2 separate regions of the Sus scrofa genome follow, and region 2 is linked to region 1. A link is a contact called in public HiChIP or PLAC-seq data. All regions are on one chromosome and are shown on one strand. Each heading gives the region's core, a stretch centred on a gene start, on an enhancer-like site or on the middle of the called end of the contact. The rest is flanking DNA. Distances are from core to core; before and after follow the strand shown.

Evidence for each region. HiChIP or PLAC-seq counts read pairs in DNA pulled down with a chosen protein or histone mark.
Region 2: a contact with region 1 is called in an H3K27ac HiChIP or PLAC-seq map of skeletal muscle. The contact joins two enhancer-like sites. A contact is called at or near these places in 2 of 47 Hi-C or Micro-C datasets (embryonic fibroblasts and fibroblasts) and 1 of 2 datasets of contacts at active chromatin or transcription factors (skeletal muscle).

What each region holds. Positions count from the first base shown.
Region 1 is chr11:9,675,398-9,679,285 of Sscrofa11.1, reverse strand. All of the region lies in intron 1 of STARD13 (stAR-related lipid transfer protein 13), which reads left to right. Among named protein-coding and RNA genes, the nearest start is that of STARD13, 61 kb to the left of the region's middle. Within about 2 kb of position 2,040, at least 39 of the 83 cell types and tissues checked have an H3K27ac peak or open chromatin away from gene starts, as enhancers often do. A contact at or near this core is called in skeletal muscle, where this site is marked.
Region 2 is chr11:9,864,081-9,867,811 of Sscrofa11.1, reverse strand. All of the region lies in intron 3 of LOC110255744 (a long non-coding RNA gene), which reads left to right. Among named protein-coding and RNA genes, the nearest start is that of STARD13, 130 kb to the right of the region's middle. Within about 2 kb of position 2,066, at least 29 of the 83 cell types and tissues checked have an H3K27ac peak or open chromatin away from gene starts, as enhancers often do. A contact at or near this core is called in skeletal muscle, where this site is marked.

The DNA.
Region 1 (3,888 bases), core at 791-3,290:
TTTAAGATGAACCATTTGATTTCTGCACATGATGTCCTGGAAACCCCTGAAAAGCTGTCCTAATAGGCATTCTGCAGTAGTAATAGACTGCACGGCAGTGTGTGGAGCAGCTCCACGGGCGTTATTGTCGTGAACACGGTGCGTGTGATGGTACTGATTGTCTTGGATTGGGAGGCCTTGTTCCCTAGGGTCCGTCTTCCAGAGACCTGACGAGGGCGTGTGCACGCTTTTCCCACTTGGGAAAGCTTCTCGCCTCATTTTCCTTAAGTCGTTCCTTTGGAAATGGATTTTTCACTTGGTCTTGTTGTGTGAACAAGCCCATTTCCCAGAGTGGACTCTATCGAAACGTGTAGACTCACTTGATCGAATACGGAAACTTGGCAATGAGCCGTGTGGCTGTAAAACATTAACTAACCAGTAGAAGAGAAATGGTTTCAGAGTCCAACTTTTTCCTTTGCCCTTTCCGTGTAGAGTGAAATTACTTCCTCACATCCAGCTTTATACTTCAGTTTCTGACAGAGCCCTTCTAATTCTGTTTCACGTGACATTTCTCCTCTCACTTTTGTCTTCCTCTCCCATCTTTGGTTATTTTAACAGAACTGGCCCTGGACACGGCAGCTTCTATTCTGGGAAGCCTGTCGCTTGCTTCTGTAACGCAGGGATGACGTGGAATTGAGACAGGTTCTTTTCAGCTCATTAACTGTCAGTCATGCTTCCTTTGGCTGCTGGAGCTTGTGCAGCTGCATCCAGAGGTGCAGGCGAGCCATGCCTCCTGGGCTGGGGCAGAACTTTCCACTGGGTCACCCGAGGGAAAAGGAAAGTGGAAGTTTGGATTGGTCATGGAGAGACACCGTCGTTTATTAACATTTCAGTGCATTTAGATCAAATACTTGGATCTGGGGAGTGATGATGTGGACTTTTGATCAATTCTAAGCGACAGATTTTAGCTCTTGAAACGATGACAAAATCTTTAAAACCCTAACAGTTACTTACACGTACTCTTGTTGAGGATTCCCTCGTATGTACCAGGAACCCTTTTCAGCACTACGTATATTACTCTGTAATTTTCTTAAAAGACTCAAGAATTAAATTTACTCACCTGGGCAATAGACACAGTAAAGCCTAACAGGCCTTTGATATTCATTGTTCAGAGGCATAGACAAAGACTCAGAGTTAAATAACTTTCCCAAAGTATCCTGGCAAGTAGGTGGCAGAGCTGGGCTTTGAACTGGAGTCTTTGTGATTCAGAAGCCCACGTTCTTCACCATGGACAACCCTGGCACCCTCGTAATTAGGTAATAAGCCTGTCTACCCAGCACCCAGGCAGGCTGTTTGGGGTTTCTTCATCACTTGGGACCTCCTTGCTCCTCTCCCTCCCTCTTCTCCCCCTCCAGCCCCTCAAGTTGTTGAAGGACTTTATTCTGTATCCAAAACCAGCAGCAATTCCTCACGCTCATTCTCTCTACTAACCACCCCCCACCACTCTCTTGAGGGCTGGCTGCTCTTCAGCGAGGGCGCCCTGTCCAAAGTAAACATCAAGGCAGCAGCATTTGGCCTTTGGCAAGGAATCTAGCAAGGTTATGTAGGAACAAGCATACCGGAGTTAAAAAACCAGATTCCTCCACCCCCAAACTCCTTACCCACCTTCTCTACCCTGCAAAATGCCGCCCTTCTTCCTAGAAAGTGCCGGGGGTGGATGCTGTGCTCCCCCAGATTTCCCAGGGATCTTGGGGCCCTGGAGCTTGGCAACACATGTGATCTTCACCAGGGGCCGTAGCAGGTGAGAATCGAGGCGGGAATCAGGTCAGACCGGCAGTGTTCTCTGGACCCTGGACCTCTGCTCATCACTTCCGTAGTGGAAGGAAAGCATGTGTTCAACCAGGGTCTCCATTTCCTGAGAGAAGCCCTGAACTAGAGTTGTTTTTTTTGGTTTTTGTTTTTTTGTTTTTTTTTTGCCCAGATTGTGCAGTTTTGACCTCAGCCACAGCCGCGGCCTGCAGAGCAGAATAGCTGCAGTTGCGCTCTGCACTTGTAGCTGGAGAACAGTAGCCAGTCAGAAGAAAATACCGATGTTCTGCCAACTTCTGCTGTTTGTGAAATTTTGCCAGAAGCAAAAACAGGATCAAAAATAATAAACAGACCTCCTCCCTTGTTGGATGACTGCTATTTACATAAAGAGATTGGTGGGACTGACTGTGCTTGTGTGACTGCTCCAGGCAGGGAGTTTGTAAGGAGAAACGGTTAAGTTTTTGGTGCTTGGTGGCATGTGATTTGAGGTTTTCTCAAATAACTGGGTTTGTAGGCACAACCCATGATATAGGTGGTAGTGCTGCTTCTTCAATACAAGCAGCCTAAATTGTGGAGAAAGCAACCAGACACATGAATTACATTCAGCTACAAAACTTCCACAGGGAAAATGAATCTTGAAGACAAAGGAACAATGTGACTCTTAAGATAGTGAGGTTTCTCGAGTGAAAAGAGAAACCTGACCCGTAGAGCAAGCTCAGGGGACTGGAAACCAGGAGGCCTGGTTCCAGGACACTTTTGTCCTGACCTGATGATCATGGATGTTTTGATTTAATCTCCCAGTGCCTCAGTTTCTTGTTCTGTCAAATGGGAATCATCCCAGCTCCTGCTATCCAGTGGTCTTATCAAGAGAAAAGAGAATTGCTGCGAATTTGATTCAGATGAAAGGAGTCCTCCTCAGTTCTGGCCAAGTGAGGCCAGGCACCTGTTGGGAAGGGATCTCAGGGCCTGAGCACAGGAGCCATGCAAAGCAAGCCCCAGCGCTTCAGTCCTCAGCTGGACGTAAAACATCACTCTTCTCTCCCTTCAATAGTGATGTATATCACCCCTCAAGGATGTGAGAATAATGGGCCTCTCTGTGGTTTGTTGTTTTTTTTTAAGTGTTTGTTTCTCTTTCTCTCTCTCTCTTTTTTTTTTTTTTTTTTTTTTTTTTTTTTTTTTTTTTTTTTGTTTCTCTTTCTCTCTCTCTCTCTCTCTTTTTTTTTTTTTTTTTTTTTTTTTTTTGACCATTTCTACAGCATGTGGACGTTCCTGGCAGGGGTCACACCTGCGCCGCAGCAGTGACCCAAACTGCTGCCGTGACAGTGCTGGATCCTTAACCCACTGTGCCGCAAGAGAACTCTGTTTTGTTTTTAATTTGTTCCCAAATAGCCCAACACTACTAACTCTTTTATATTTTTTTATATTTGATGTGCTCTGAGGGAAAATGTAATTAATTAGGGTCATTTGAAACACCACTTTTCCTTCTTATTTTTCTGCCACTCTGAGATGTCGAGAATTTTACTTGTGTTTTTTACTCAGCTAGTGAATATTGTTTCACCCTTGATAAATAATTTCTTACAATCACGAGCAGAATAAAACCTTCTAAAGTGAAAGACACTGTGTGATCGACTGGGGGACTTTGACAAGTCAAAGTGTCACAGATCACATGCTTTCTGAGTCAAGAATCTCCAGTATAAATCAGGCTTCCTGCCAAGGCCAATCAGCAGTGTGGACGGTCCTCCTTTAGGCAGGACAGCCTGGTGTGACTGTGGAGCTGGAGACTTGTAAGTGCTCTCTGTGGTCACAGCAGATTGCCTGAGAGTGAGAGGCCTGAAGGGACCTGGTGTCACCTGCCCAGATTATCTGATGAAGGAAGGACGTGCCCAGGGCTCTCTTGGGGCCTTGCCCGGCCCAGCCTGTCTTGCAAAGCCTCGGGAAAGAAAGGTGAAAGGATGCCCCCTTTATAAACATATTCCTTTAAGATGCTGGAGTTTTGTTCGGTAGTTTCAACATGAGTTTGTTTGGTTCTCCGTGTTCGAGTGTGCTGGTGGTGGTGGATTCCAGGAGCAAGGCAATTATTAAGCCCAGACTGCTGTGAAA
Region 2 (3,731 bases), core at 817-3,316, 190 kb before region 1:
AAAATTTATCCTGAAATGGGACTACACCTAGTCTAAAAAATCAAAGATATACTAGACTTGGAGGCTTGATATTTGATATTGAGAGAAAATGTCTCATATTTATTCTTTATTTAAAAACAGCAATGGGGGGGTGTTCCCTGACGGCCTAACTGTTAAGGATCTGGTGTTGTCACTGCTGTGGCTGAGGTCACTGTGGGGTGCAGGTTTGATCATTGGCTCGGGAACTTGCTCAGGAATAGCCAATAAAACAAAAGACAACCAAAAAAACCCAGCAATGAATATGCAGAAACTATATTAGCAGCAGTAGCAAAATTATAAAATTTAAAAGCACTTTTCAGATTTCTCTTACGGCGCGTCAGAGTTATCACTACAGTTGCCTGGGTTGCTGCTGTGGCATGGGTTCAGTTTCTGGCCCCAAAACTTCTGCATGCCACAGGCATGGCCAAAATACAATAAAATAAAATAAATGCACTTTTCTGTATATTCCTCTGTCCTAGGTATTGTAAAAAGAGAGTTAACAAAAGTGGAAGTCATTTATATGTTTAATACTTAAAACCATATTATGGAATTCCCTCAAGGCTCAGAGGGTAAAGGATCTGGTGTCGTAGCTATTACTCTGGTTACAGCTGTGGGGTGATTCAATCCCTGGCCTAGGAACTTCCACATCCTGTGGGCATGGCCAGAAGAAAAAAAATATATATTTTATAATGTGTCTTGTCATACAAGTTATTCAGACAAAGAACTTAATATGACACAAGTAGTTAACATGAATAAATTACTGAATGCTAATATTAATATCATGTATGAGAAGACGGGAAATTGCTGCATAATCAAGTAGGATGATGTGTTCGGGAGAGATCTGCACATTAAGAATGAGACCCAAAGGAAATTGCTACCATGAGGGTATTTTAGGAACTGACCAATTATTCTAATTAATTTAGTAGTAACAATTCTCATTATTATGTTAGTAACTATGCTGTTGTATTTTCTTATTTTAAAACTTGCTTCAAAGACCTCCTTGTCTGAAATAAATGATACAATGTAATAAATGTAGAAAGATGTTTTGCCCGAGATGAAAAAAGATTTAAATCATCCATTATAGGAGAAGGGGAGAAGACAAGGAATAATTCAAAACAATTCAGAACCATCCATAACCTCCTCCTTCTTTCTACCAGCTTTACTCAAAGGTCATATATACACAGCAAGTATTTCTATCCTGTTTAGAAGATGGTAAAACTGAGACATAAATATTTAAATATTTTACTCAAGCCTGGTAAGAAAGTAAGAGATCCACATGAAGAGAGTGTTCAAGTTTTTCAGTCCTTTAACTTGGGAGCTCATGCCGCTCTTGTAAATGTTTATCATTTATCTTTGAGGGTTTTTCAGATAGTTCCCCGTATAGAGAAACTCCTATTAAGTTAGCATTTTCATAACAATTCTCTAACGTAAAACAGAAACACTTCTTTCCAAAGTTTCAAGTGATATCAGAGAAAACCTTATGTGATAGGAAAAGCTGATGTGAATATTTTTTTAATTGGAAGTACAATTACAAAAGTGGATGAAATAGGGAAATTTCTGATTTGCTTCTCACACGTTGCGTATTCATTCTCTGAGCAGTTTTTATGGTCTACGCGAGCTAAGCTAGAAATATCTACATTGCTACACACGAAAGCCAAGCTCTCAGTGAGGTCCCGAGCTGAAGGAAGTGAAGGCAGGAAATAAAGTCCCTGAGTCATGTCGTGGGAATGTATGGCTCGTAAGCTTTGATAACATTCAACGAAACCACACTGTTGATTTTGGAAGATTTGTCGTGGGAACCCTAAGTACAGTCCTTACTCTCTTGGGGTGCATTTGTTTTTATGTTTCCTACTGTATTTAAGTGGTTTGGGATGGCTATTTCTTTTTCTGGTGTGGCGGCAGAAAAAAACCTTGAAATTAAATCTCTATAGAATGTGTCACAGAAGTTCTCTATTTGGCAGTTGTCCTAGGTGGCCAACTGGTCACCCTTATTTTGCTAATGAGAGTGAAAAAAGCCAAGCAAGGGCTCCGCTTCAATCCAAAAGCTATTTCGCTCAAGCCTCCAGCCAGTCTGGCGGATTGCAGTCCTATCATCCAATCTTGTTGACCCCTGTTCTCCTTTCAACTCTTTTTTTACTGGTAATAGGTGATGACCCAATGCAGTGTGTCAAAAATAAACTGAGAAAGCTAGTGCAAAGGCCTGGGGAGATAGAGCATGAGGGCCTTAAACTCTAATGGTTCTGTTTTATACGTCCTTTCCATGCACTCTGACGTTTGCCTCCATCAGGTCTGGTTGCTTCTCAATTCCTTGCAAACTGGGCATCTGATACACCTTCCTATTTAGACCCTGTTCTAGTTTATTCTTTCAATTTAACAAATATGTACAGGAGGCATATTGAGTGCCAGGTTCATCCTTCTAGAGGCTGAGATACAAGAGTAAAAGGAAAATCTCTCTCCTCCTAGTACTTACACTAGTGAGGTGAGAAAACAATGAGCAAGGTTGAGCAAAATGTATAATATGCTGAGTGTGATAAATGTGCTAGTCCAAAAAAAAAAAAAAAAAAAAAGAAAGAAAAAGGCAAAAGAGGGTAAGGAGTTGGCAGGGGTGGAGTGTTTGCATTGTAGATTGGGAGGTTGGTAGATGCTGCATTGAGAAGGTGGTGCTCGATCCAGTGGGGGAAGGAAACGTCTGCTGTGCTTCCATCCTAAGGGCTGGAGGTCTGGAGCGCCTTCTGTCCCAGTTGTAAAGGGACCTTTGAGGTGAGCAGCTAACACTGGTAGTGTGATATCCTGATGAGCACAGATTCCATTCCCAAAGTAGTTCTGTCTTTCTGGGTTTACCACTTGGTCGGTCTTTGAGGAATCTGCACTAACTCGTTCAGGGTCTCATGGGGAGGCGTCAAATGTTAACTCTCCCATGGGGCTCTTCCACAAGCCCCACTCTTTGACCTTGAGTGTAGTCACCCTCTGGCTAGTTTCTTTGACTGAGCTGGAAACTGTAGATTTGGGGGCTAAATGGTTAGAGGCTGAATAGATCCTAGATTTATATTTTCTGGACTTGAATTTTTTTTTTTTTTTTTGAACGTGCACTGCAAGCTTTTATATAGTTGATACAGGAAATAACTAACTTTTAAAAAACTAAATTTTAGGGAGTTCCCTGGTGGCTCACTGGGTTAAGGACCCCAGAATTGCCACTGTTATAGCGTGGATTCTATCCCTGGCCCTGTAACAGCTTCTGCATGTGGTGGGCATGGCCAAAAAATAAAATAAAATAAATAAAAAATAAAAAACTAGGGGTTCCCGTTGTGGCTCAGTGGTAATGAACCTGACTAGTATCCAGGAGGATGCGGGTTCTATCACTAGCCTAGCTCATTGGGTTAAGGATCTGGCGTTGCTGTGACTGTGACATAGGCTAGAAGCCACAGCTCCAATTCGACCCCTAACCTGGGAACTTCCATATACAATGGTGCAGCCCTAAAAAGAAAAAAAAAAAAAAAAAAAAAGGAAAAAACAAATCTTCATTTTTAGAGCAATCTTAAGTTTACAGGAAAATTAAGCAAAAAGTGTAGAAAGTTCCCAAATACTCCTCACCCTTCACTCCCACACCCAGTTTCCCCTATTATTAGCATCCTTCTTTAGCATGACCCATTTGCTACGGTGATGAACCAATATTGTTACAGTATCATTAACTAAAATCATTACTTACATTAGGG